2 separate regions of the Gossypium hirsutum genome follow, and region 1 is linked to region 2. A link is a contact called in public Hi-C data. All regions are on one chromosome and are shown on one strand. The core of a region is the stretch at or near the end of the contact, and the rest is flanking DNA. Distances in the headings are between cores, read along the strand shown.

What was found. Hi-C and Micro-C count contacts between places; a contact is called where the count stands out from the background.
Region 1: a contact with region 2 is called in a Hi-C map of leaf, with 2.0 times the contacts expected there. The contact joins two enhancer-like sites. A contact is called at or near these places in 3 of 34 Hi-C or Micro-C datasets (hypocotyl and leaf).

What each region holds. Positions count from the first base shown.
Region 1 is chrD07:29,198,256-29,204,169 of Gossypium_hirsutum_v2.1, forward strand. No RefSeq gene overlaps it. Among protein-coding and RNA genes, the nearest start is that of LOC107956742, 15 kb to the left of the region's middle. Within about 2 kb of position 2,531, at least 5 of the 9 cell types and tissues checked have an H3K27ac peak or open chromatin away from gene starts, as enhancers often do. A contact at or near this core is called in hypocotyl and leaf, where this site is marked.
Region 2 is chrD07:28,827,027-28,833,191 of Gossypium_hirsutum_v2.1, forward strand. No RefSeq gene overlaps it. Among protein-coding and RNA genes, the nearest start is that of LOC121219042, 27 kb to the left of the region's middle. Within about 2 kb of position 3,360, at least 7 of the 9 cell types and tissues checked have an H3K27ac peak or open chromatin away from gene starts, as enhancers often do. A contact at or near this core is called in hypocotyl and leaf, where this site is marked.

The sequences.
Region 1 (5,914 bases), core at 1,281-3,780, 370 kb after region 2:
CAGAGGTTATAGAGCAAACCAAGGGGAAGGGGAAAGGGAAGGGGAAGGGGAAAGGGGAGAAGAAGAGTAACCAAAGATTAGAAGAAACAAAAGAAATAATATGAGTAAAAGAGGAAAAGAAAAAGTAACTGGAGTTGCTAAATTTTTACTGGACCAACAATCTCTCAAAGGAGCCCTAAATCCCCATCAATGTTTAAACTTGCGGCTCTCGAATCATCAAGAACATTTTGACTGGGATTTTGAGTAGAAAGAATAGTCGTCATCACCTCCATGGACTCTGTTAAAGGAATTCGTGCACTACCAGAAGATTTAAAACGATTCCCATGTCCCCAAAGAGCATTTGAATTCTTGTGGCTACCACAAATTTTATTATTTTTTATGTCACCCTTTCTATTTATAAAACCGGATTTGTCCACATCCGAACCTGAAACTAAAGCCAAACTCGGCTTCTCCGCTGACCGATTTCCAGATTTAGCATGTTGATCGGAAATAATATTTTTCTTAAAAGACACCGCAGAATATTTCCCGGGATCGAGGACGCCTTCGGAAATTTGGATTTCGACTCCTTCAGACACTTCGAAAGCTGGGTTAAAATGAGCCTTAACCCTTTCTAAATAACCAGACCCGAAACACCAAAATTCAAAGAATTTTGGTTATCACCTTCCGCGCCCAATCCAGTAATTTTAGAATTATCCTGCTCACTACCTGCACGTGCACAAGAAAAAGAAATATTAGCATTTGATTTGAAAATTGGGCCCTCATTGCTCTTACCGTTATTCTCCAATTCCATAGGCCTTTTTCCCAAAAATTTATCCAAGCTAATTTAGTATTCTGGCCCAAATCATTTGCTCCCAAGCTGTCCAAAGAAAAACTCTTAGCAGGCCCTAAAAGGTCTCCACGGCCCGAAGCACTCCTACGGCCTGCTTCAAAATAAGGCCCAGATTTCTTTTTAACACCCATATTAAACCTACCCTTATGACCCTCATCGCCGACAGCCCCTCTCTCCCTCACTTTCTCCTGCGAAAAATCTCCATTAGCCACCCTCAAATCACTCCCCAAATCTCCAACCTGATTAAACGCCGAAAAACTAGATCCAAAAGAATCATTTCCAGATTTTTTTCGCGCCGCTAGCCTGATGAACGCGTTGGCCACGCCTCGCCTTTCGTTCCACCAACATCCATGGTCCGAACTCCGGCCTCTTATCACCAACATCCACTGAAACCGGACACATATATAATAACGCAAATATGTTAGAATCATATCTCTTACAACAAAAAAACAATAAAGAAAAGACAGAAAGAAAGAAAGAAACAATCAACTATCATTATCAAAAGAGAGAATAAGCAACAACAAAGTGGAAAAAGAAGCCATAATAGACTTGAATAGCATATGAAAATAACATTTATGAAGTCGCCTCATTTATGAAAAATCTATACAACAAAAAACTTAAAATGTTATTCCTTAATAGCTAATAGAAAAGAATTTATTTCTTAATTCAAAAGAAAAGAAGAAGAGAATTTTGTTTCTATAACTTTTGAAAAAAGATAAAATTTGTGTTTATTATTTTCTCATGTTTAAGTTATTATAAGGATATATATATAAAAAAATTAGGTTTTGCGTTTGCATTATTTTTATATATAAAATTATTATAATTTTTTCACATTTACAATTTATTTTGTGTTGATTCTAACACATTTTATCTTTATGTTGTGCTCATGAAAATTTTTGCAACATTTTTATGTTCATACTATTATTCGTGTAACTTAAATAGGTAAATTTACAAATAAATTTCTTATGTTAAGTTAGCTTATTTCATACCAGTTTTGACATATTCATATATTCATATTATATGATAATTATATAGTTTGTTAGAGTGATTCAATATAAAAATAATAATAATGTGTTCATATCTTGTGTATTCATTTCATATTTAATAACTAGTTGTTATAGTAATTTCATTTAGAGAGAAAAAATAAATAAATGTTTGTACTATTTTTGCGTTATCTTGTGTTGCAAATTTTAGAAATTTTTAATAAGGTAACTCTGGAAATTTGTATATGTATATAAATATATTATGGGTTAGTATTTTTTTTTATTCTACAAGTAATCTTAAAAGTTTTATCATATGTGTTTTCTTTTAAAGATTTATTTTTTAATATTATACTATACCCTATAGTACATTTACCAATCTCTAATCCTGTTTGTGGAGTCTAAAAACTCTTTTAAAAATGTATCAAATATTATTCTATATATTATTACTTAAAATTGAATAATTATATATACAATATATTTATATAAATATTTATATTTTAAAATTTTAATTTTAATTTTAATTTTCTAAAGTTCCATTAAAAGTTAGAAAAAAAAACAATTATCTTTGGGTTGCAGAAATATTGGGCCTGGCAAGCAATCCATGTGGCCTTGAGGTGGTGACGAGTGAAAAGTCTTCTTCCCTAGGCTAAGGAGATAGGTTTGGGACCAGAATTAGGGTAATTTAAGGTCTAAGGACCGCTGCTGGTCCATGGTATTGGTTCTCACATGGAGCACGCACCCTGTACATGGTATTCCCCTTCTATGCGTCATGCCTTGCATTACGTGTTGGTGCATGGAAAATTCAAATTTGTTTGGTGGGCCTTCTTCGTTTTTATTCATAAGGTCCGATTTCTGACTTATGATCCAATATATGGTCAGTGGGTGGGACTCACATATCCATTAGTTGAAAGTCTACCGTTTCCATTGTTGGATGTGTTTGATGAATTAATTAAAAAAAAAAAACCTTCAGATAGATTTTTCTCGTTTCCAATGAAATCAAACATTTCAAGTCACTCTTTTGTCTTGATTAAGAAAGTGATGGTGTCGACAAAAGAGTGATGGAGGTAAAGATGGAAGGTGGTTTAAATTGAAGTGTTAGTTTCAAGTAGTTTTTTTTATAATAATTAAAATGTAATTTCATCATTATAATATTTTATATTTATATAATTTTTAAAAGGATTAAATCAAAATTTTATTAATTTTAGAAGTCACATTAAAATTTTACCATGTGTTAACTTATAAATTTATAAATTTTAGATTACACTAAAAAACAACCCTTTTTTTTATCAAGAAACTATAAGAAGTTTTAATACGATATTTTATGTTCAGAGTCTTCTTGAAGACAAAGGGATTATTATAAAATTTTGCCATAAGTCCCCTTGAACAAATGTTGTGATAGAGGGAAATGCAGTGCAAAGATTTGTATAATACACAATTTGAGTGGGTTTTTTTTAACAATTATAATTTAAAATCAAAATATCTTTAAAAATATAAATACTCGATTAATAAATCACATTTTAATATTCGATTTGATGTAAGTTAGATGAGTATATATTAAGTATGAAATATAGACAAGAAAAAGAAAAAGGGAAAATGATTTCATTGGCTTTAAATCAAGTGGACAGTCTTAAAAAAGATGTTTATATGATGTCTCTTTCTTTTTAGGGTTCACATTTTCAATTATTTTGCGGGGGTTGGCGTTGAACATATATATTTATGTTGGATACTTGTTTTTGAATTTAGATATTATGATGAGGAAGAAATTAATGCAAGTCTCCCAATATTCCATATAGCTGTAATTTCAGAGGCTTTTGTCCATGTTATCTCATGTGTTCAATTTTGTAATGGGGTATGCTTCACATTAATTCACGTTCTGGTTTCCCCTACAAACTTTGCTCATCTTATGCTAAGATTTGATTCCCACATTTATTTTATTAGTTACAGTTTTTACGGTTAAGATTAAGTTGAACCCGGTTTGGTTGATTCCCTTGAGTAAACCAGTGATTAGAGTCAAAGAGATTTTCTTTTTACATTTAAAATTATCAAAGATTAGATCTTAGCAAAACAAAAAACTCAATTAGTTTATACCGTTATTTTTTAATAAAAGATATTTAAAAAATTGCATTTAGGACTCAATCCCTTCAAATTCTCTGACCACTTTTTAAAGAAAATCAAATTTCGCAGCAGTGTCGGGTTTAAGTTCAGCTCCACCCCATTTTTGTTTCTTAAATTTATAGAAAATGACCTAATAACTAATATTTTCTTATAATTTTAAATTTTATAATATATATTTTTTTATTTTTTTGTAAAAATTGACATATGTGCAATATTATATAAAATTTCGAAATGAATGGAGATAAAGGCCGACAACACAATTTTGGGATTAAAGGCAAAAACAAAATGGAGGGGAGCAAAAACTATAACTGTAAATTAACAGAGTATTCAATCAATGATTTATGATTAGTTAGGTTTTTGTGTATTTATGTTCATTACTAAGTTAAATAAAAATATATAAATAAAAACCCCATGTGATGACCTGATAATTAAGAGTATTTATTATTCTAAATGTGGTCTGGGTTCGAATTGCACTAATTGTATTTATTATTTGAACTTTGCACTGTTATTATAATTCACTATATATATATAAACAAATTTTTCGACTCGTTTATTAAATGAACAAAAAGGTTGACTTGAACACATGTTTTACATTAGGTTGTAACGTGACCAACTGAATTTCTCCTTGGGGGAATCCACCACATTCACATGGCCTCGAACAAGGAAATTAAAATGGTAATTAAAATTAATTAATATTAGGACGGCTATGATGAGTCTTGAGCAAGGATCATCCCTTGCCTTACTCTCTCTAAACCATCACCGCCCCTCCATAATACCTTCCACATAATATATGTGTTTGTACTGCAACCAGAAACACATTAATATGTGTATATATATTTATCGGGAGTTTAACCCTCTTCGCACTTAAAACATTTCTTCTTGTAGTATTAACCATTAATAAATTGATAATGTGTCTGTTTTATTTAGTTATTTACCAGTTTTTAGAGGATTAAAAAAGCATGGAAATGCAGGTAGGCTGTTCATTTACGTGGCAATGTGCATGAATCTTGTTCATGCTCAGACAAACACGTAGTCATTCATTTCCATGCAACAACATAGACCCGGTAATGATATTTGTGTATTATTTCTTGAATTATATAATTTATTTTCTTTTTTGCGTGATGCGGCAATTAATCGAGTATAATATTTTTTTATAAAATATTTATAATTATTTATAATCTTTTTCAACTTTAAATAAGAGAATAAATGTCCACTTAAATTCACATTTTCTATTCTGGAAACAAGATATATATCAATTGAATTAAGACTCAATCGACTATAATAATTAACTATGTTAATTGAGTGTAAATAAATGAAAATATAAACTTACACTAAATTTTGTTATGAAAAATAGAGAATTCAAATTTTAAATATTTTTAATCTAATAAAACAATAATGGTCATTAAAGCTACGTAAAAAGATCTATTTTTTTAAACAAGACATTAATAGCCTTACCTTTTAATTTAATTAATTGAAATTAGTGTTAAATGCTACTAAGATAGATGAAAAATGATAAGTAATTATGGGAAAAGGGGTTAATTTATGGGTATATGCCCTTTTTTTATAAAATTCAAAAAAATTAGGTTTTTTTTATATTTATACCATTATTGGAGAGAAAAAGTGAAAATGTGTTATGTAGGACGCACTTTCAACTATGTCAGCAGAAAATGTGCTATATAGGAGGTGTTTTCATTAAAAATTGGCGACTTAGCTTTTTTGGTTAAATGGTTAAATGTTAGTACTTTTGTCATTGAGTCTCAAGTTCAAGTCCTACATATTTGCATTTTTATTTCAAGTTGTTTCAAGCTTTTTTTTAATTAATATTTTTAATATATTAGCCCTTTTGGTTAAATGATTAAATAATTGTGATTTTATTTTTGAGTTCTGGGTTCAGCTTATCTTATAAGCATTTAATATGTATTTTTCATTTCATGTTGTTTCAAGCTTTTTTATTTTTAATTAATGTTTATAATTAATAAATATATTG
Region 2 (6,165 bases), core at 2,110-4,609:
CATACCTTCAGAGCTAGAATTAAGAGTCTGATCATTCGACTTAGTATTACCACTACTGGTTGCTGGGATTTGCTGCTGCACGGCTACATTAGCAGTTAACTCATGACATTTCCCTGAAGTTTTATCCTCGCCTCTGCATCCAATAAGGCTGAAACAACTCCCTGAAGGTCATAAGGATGCTGACTGGAAGTGATAATTGAAACAATGTTCTCATATTCGATAGGTAAACCATTAAGAATAGCAGATTGTTGTTCCTTCTCATGAATATTTTGACCACATCTAGACAACACATCACGTCACAGATATGCTTAATTTCAGCTAGATATTCTTTCATTGTCTTATCTTGCTTCTTAACATTATGCAACATGCATCTATACTGCATTCTCTTAGTTTGTGAGTGAAGAGCAAATATTTGATTCAGCTTATTCCATATTTCAAAAGCAGAGTGCAGGCCAACCAGATGCGTATGCAGAGAAGGACTGACTGAGGACATCAACCATGACGCAAGAGCAGAATCTTGTTGCTCATAAGAAACAAAAGCAAGATTTTCTATTTGTACCCTTGAATCAGTACTAATCACCCTAGGAGGAATAGCTATAGTTACCTCTACATAACTTTGTAGCCTATGCGTTTTCAAGGTTAGGTAAACATGCTGTTTCCATGACAGAAAATTGCTTTCATCAATCAACAGAGATATTTTCTTGGTCAAAATGGCAGTAAATGATTTACTAACATCAGATCTAACTTCAAAAGTAGGATTCATAGTTTCATTATTCATCGATTCATTTTGTTCAGAATTATTGACAGACATCGCAGCCAAAGATCACTCAAGAACAAAGAATAGCTGAAGAACAAGAGATTCTGCTTACAGAGACATTTAATCAAACACACGGCAGATGCAAACCACAGCTAATTATCATCAATTCCGTAGATCTGATACCATGTTGAAAAGCTGCGTACATTATGAAAAAAATAACAACAGTGATGTATTCTGAAAGCAAATCATAAAAGATGAAGAAATCATGACATTTATGAATTAGAAAAATAACAGATAAAGAATAATAAGAAGAAGGAAAAATGAGAAACAAGCGAGAGAGATCTTGAGTGTAACACTCTATTTTTTATTCATCATTTTAAGCATAAGAATGAAGAGTAGCACCTAGGCTACTTATAGCAGTTCAGGTGTTCTAGATAATTTGTTAACAAAAATAACAAACAAATTACAGCTGTACCAGTAATAACAAACTTAATTCATAAGCCAGTATCAAGTATTAACAGAAATACTAAACCAGCACAAGCACCTTGCGAGTAAGCTATGTTGTGCTTAACTCAAACATATTATCGAACACCTGCATATCATTCTTACTGCCTGATAGTCGTCAATCTTGCTTGGCTCAACCAGTTCAAGTAGAAAACCCCCGCAACATTTCGAATTGACAAATAATATAGGTATTCTGGTATTCTGGTATTTTTGAGTTAATGCGCCATACGCTTGACAAATAATATAGGTATTCTGGTATTTGGGTCAGTGTACGACATCTATCTAAACTGTAAAAAAAATTAAAAAAAATGTCAACTTGCATTTCAATCTCTTTTTCATAAACCAAAGTCCTAAAAGTATTAAAATACAAGTATAATATACAATAATATAGAGGTTCTGTGGTTAACCCGACTCCAATAGAAGAATTTATCAACTGTCTAAAAATGGGTAAGCTCATCCCCTATACTGAACCCTTGTTAGGTTTCCCCCGTCTGTTGAAAATAATTTAACATGATTAATGGCAAGAAAATATTAATTTGGGCATTACAATACAATATAAAAGAATTTTTGGTTTACCTATTAACCAAAATGAACAAATTCAATCGAACTACTGAGGCTAAAAAAGGCATTTTGTACCAAGCCCACGATTAAAGAAAAAGTAGGCATCCTCCAATATCTTGCGACTTGTGATTCGTCGCTTGACACATTTTCATGTACAAGAATGCTAAGTCAGCAGCCCCCCATATATAATGCGCAGCTAGATAGAAATCCTGAAGCAACTAGAAATACATCAAGTGTACCATATTGTCGGATTTCCCAGGCATCAGCACATTTCCTAACAGATGTAAGATTTACGCTCTTGCATGACACATAAGATCATTCGTTGTAGCCTCTTTTGGAACAATTTCAAAATTTTTCCTCAACCATGTCATCTTCACTTCGTTTCCCTCCAAATTTCCTTTCTCCGGTATCTTGCCAAGCAGCTCTCCGTAGGTTTCAGCAGTCTTGACATTGCTTACATTGGTGACTGCAAAGCCATCTAGAGAAGCCCCAATTGGAGTGTAACACGTTCTAGTGTAGTTGTACACTCCTCGCATCACTAGTGGAAGGTATGCGTCTCAAGTCTCCACCATTCCACCAAATCAGATATCAATTCCCGGTTCAAATTATAACTCTCGATCCTAAAAAATTCAGCTACATCTAGGTCATGCCTTCTTGTTTTAAAAACACGGTCATAGGCATGCGAAAAGTTTGCTTATATAAAATTAATTATTAACGCTCATCTAAGTTATTATTATCAACAAATTTATGATGTTAAAAAAATATTTTACTATTTTAACAATATATAAAAAAAAGTGTGGTTCAAAACAGTCTGAGAACATGATGATGATGATGCCGTTTTTATAATCTGCAATAATGAATATATTTAAAATGTTTAGATATAAATATTTATATTTCAATGTTAAAAATTAAATACAGAATTTAAAATTTAATAGAATCTAACAAAATAGAATAATATTTGCATTATTCTTAAATTAAACTTTATTCTAATTTAACAATTTAGATTAAAAGAAAAAAAAACTTTGTTTCTAAATAGGTGAGGATGAGAAAGGTTGAGCCTTGAGAATTAAAAAACTAACAAATTTTTACTTTTTTTTAAAAATCGTGATATAATGTAAATATTTTGGGTTTTTTTATAGGGTTTAGGGTGTGAGAACTCGAGTAAAAAGGCTTTGATTTGACACTGCAATGTGATAAGTTTAAAATATACAAATTTTTTAGCACTTTTTAACTAATAATTCTTGCAAATTTCGAGTGCTTTTTAGCATATTCTTGTAATTTTATTACAAAATTTTGAATGTGGACAAAATTAAAGACAAATCTTTATTTTTCATTATTTATATGCTAAACTTACACAATTTTGTCAATTTGGAAAAGTTTGGTGCATCTAAAGAAAAGGCAGTTTTGGAAGTCACTTTTCGAGGCTCAAAATGATGTAGCATCCTTGTAGCACAAGCCATGCAGAGGAGGGTTGATTAATAATCAGCCTAGAACGCCCCAATTAAGGGAATAATGGGTCATGGACATGCTTGACCCAGCTCAAAAATTAGGCAGAAAATTGGACAGTCTGCTAATGAGGAAAGAGCTTGAAATTGCCCACTAAGGGAGAGTGGCCCAGTCGTCCATCAAAGAGCCCAAATGAGCCATCCAAAGCTGATTTAAATTTTTTAGAAAACATTCAAAAACTTTCTCAGAATGTCGTTCAACCCCCTCCTCCTTTCAAACATTATCTCTTATGCACCAAGCTAAAAAAAACAAAGTCATCAACACTCTTTCCTTAAAGCAAGGGTCGGCCATGGGGGAGATATTTTCAAGGATTCAATTTTCTAAAAATAGTCACTCCCCTCATGTATAGATAGGCCCCTTGCCGGTCACTCAAATCATCATTCATTCACTCACCTATCTCTCCCAATTTCCTCTTCATCTGCCCATCTTTTCTCTTCTCATTTGAGAGAAAAGCCACGAGAGTTTTAGAAAGCATTTCAAGATTTCTTGGAGCAGCAACATTCAGCATCTTGAAGGACTTTTGGTTGGCAGAACAAAGGAAAAGGAAGGAAGGGACGCGCAGTAGTCAGACTTCGAAGAAACATCAAATTTGTCTTCTAATTTCTTTCTCTTTATTCCTTTTGATTTATTTTGAATTTATGAACATGATTGCTAGTTATTTCGATGCTCCAAATTTAATTAAAATGACTTAAATTGTGTTTATGTTAGATTGATTGCATTCTATCCACCTAAATTATTAAAATTATGTTTTTGATATTATAGGCCTCGATTAATAATTCATTCAGATAAAAACATGTTTATGTTATTCTTGCATTATAATTGAGAGGATGAAATTGAATTAATTATTTAATCGGAATGAAATTATAATTAATGGACCCAATATCTGAATGGTACATGTTTAATATTTTATGGAGAATTATATTAAATGAGTGATAGTATTGACCAATATTATTGCCATGTAAAAGATTGATGTGATTAAAATTGTTTTGGTATAGTACTATACTGTTACTTCACTATATCTAATGCTTGCTTATGAAATTTATTAAATTGATTTAACATAGACATATGCTAGAAAGGTTTAATAAGTTCAATAAGTATGACTACATAGGCTAATGAATAACCGAGCTGCCATGGAATTATCCATAACATCATTAGCATTGCTTTAACAATTTTAAGTTAAAGAATAAGATTACTCTAACAAATTTAGGTCATATTAACTAAACTGTTTAAAGTCTTACTTTTACCTTGTTTTCACATCTTTAATTTAATTTGTTGCTTAGTTAATTCTAGTTTAGGTAGTAGCTCACTCCTCTTGAAATTAATCTTCTCAGAAATTTGCTTAAGTATTATTTCATGGTATTTGCCTATATACTCTTGATGGAGACAATACTCGATACTTATCATTTTATTACTTGTTAACGATTGTGTACACTGTACATTTTCGCGAACGACAATGTTAGGCTTGTTTGATGAGTTCTTAAGGCTTGGAAATTGCTCTTCCTAGCCTGGTTTCAACAATTTCAATCTGTTGTGATTCGACACAACAATTCAGGCCTATTTGGTGAGTTCTCGATACTTGAAAATCGGTTCAATTAGCCCTGTTTTTGGATCTGGTGCCCTAAGTGTAGTATTTTCGTCTAAGTACACTTGTAATTTTTTTAAACAGATTGGTTAATAAAATTATTCATAATTACATTAATACTTTTTATATTGTCCTCACATGGTTTTTGCACGCAAAGCAAAATGGAAGAAAATGTTGCTCACTGGTTGTCTAATGTTTAACTAATACTAAGCGGTATTATGTGGTCGGATCGTAATATAGAAAGACAACTTGTATTAGTAGATGAACCTAAACATGTCCTTAGTCTAATAAAAAATGAGCAAACCGATTGAAAGACTAATATGTCATCTATCAAGTCCAATTGAGGAGATGCCATGTCTTGGGCATCGGAGCGGATGACCCCCAGAAGATAGAGACATAAATGTGACTGACTAAACTGATAGTACATCAGACATGATCCAAGAAGAATAGATCTTGAATTTGATTATGAATTTATTCACTTGTGCTGTTCATAGTGTGACATACCTAAATCCTGAGCGGATGGTGGACTATGTATGCGTGACTCGTACACTTTGATATAAGTAAAAGCCTAAGTTCAAATAGATAAGGAACCGAAAGCTGGTGCGTTGGGTGTACAACTTTTATAGTACATAGCGTCATTCACAACAGTGGAATTCATAGCCCAAAACATGGGTAAATGATACCCTTTCATTGGAAATACATGGTTGATGAAAAGTAAATATGACCATGGGTCGTCTGTCTTTGTGATGGATGACTTGATCACTATTTGAGAGTGTTTGACTTTTCATGAAGGAAGATGTAATGGTTACCATGAGATAAAATAATATCATATTGGGAGAACGAATATTATCTCAAAGAGATCAATGATATCCTATGAGGGTAACACACTAATGACAAGGTCATTGGACGAGCATTAAGTAGTTGCTTTCGTAATGGTATGTCATTGGGGAAATATCAATCACAATACTATAGTAGAATGAATTTGAGACTAAATGAGTTTTTGATTAAAATGTGAAAAGCTAGAACTTGATTATAAATCATTTGAGCCTCAACCACATATGTCCAATTAGTCCCTTCGCTAGCTTGTTGAAACCAAAAATGAATTGCGTGTTTGAATAGAAATGAACGGAATGAATAGAAAAAGAGAAATGAGAAACATTTAGGAATGATTATGGTTTTTTCTGAAATGTAAGTTTCGAAAAATGAAAATGAAAACTTACATGGAAGAATGAGTTTATGTTTCTGGACTGTTTTG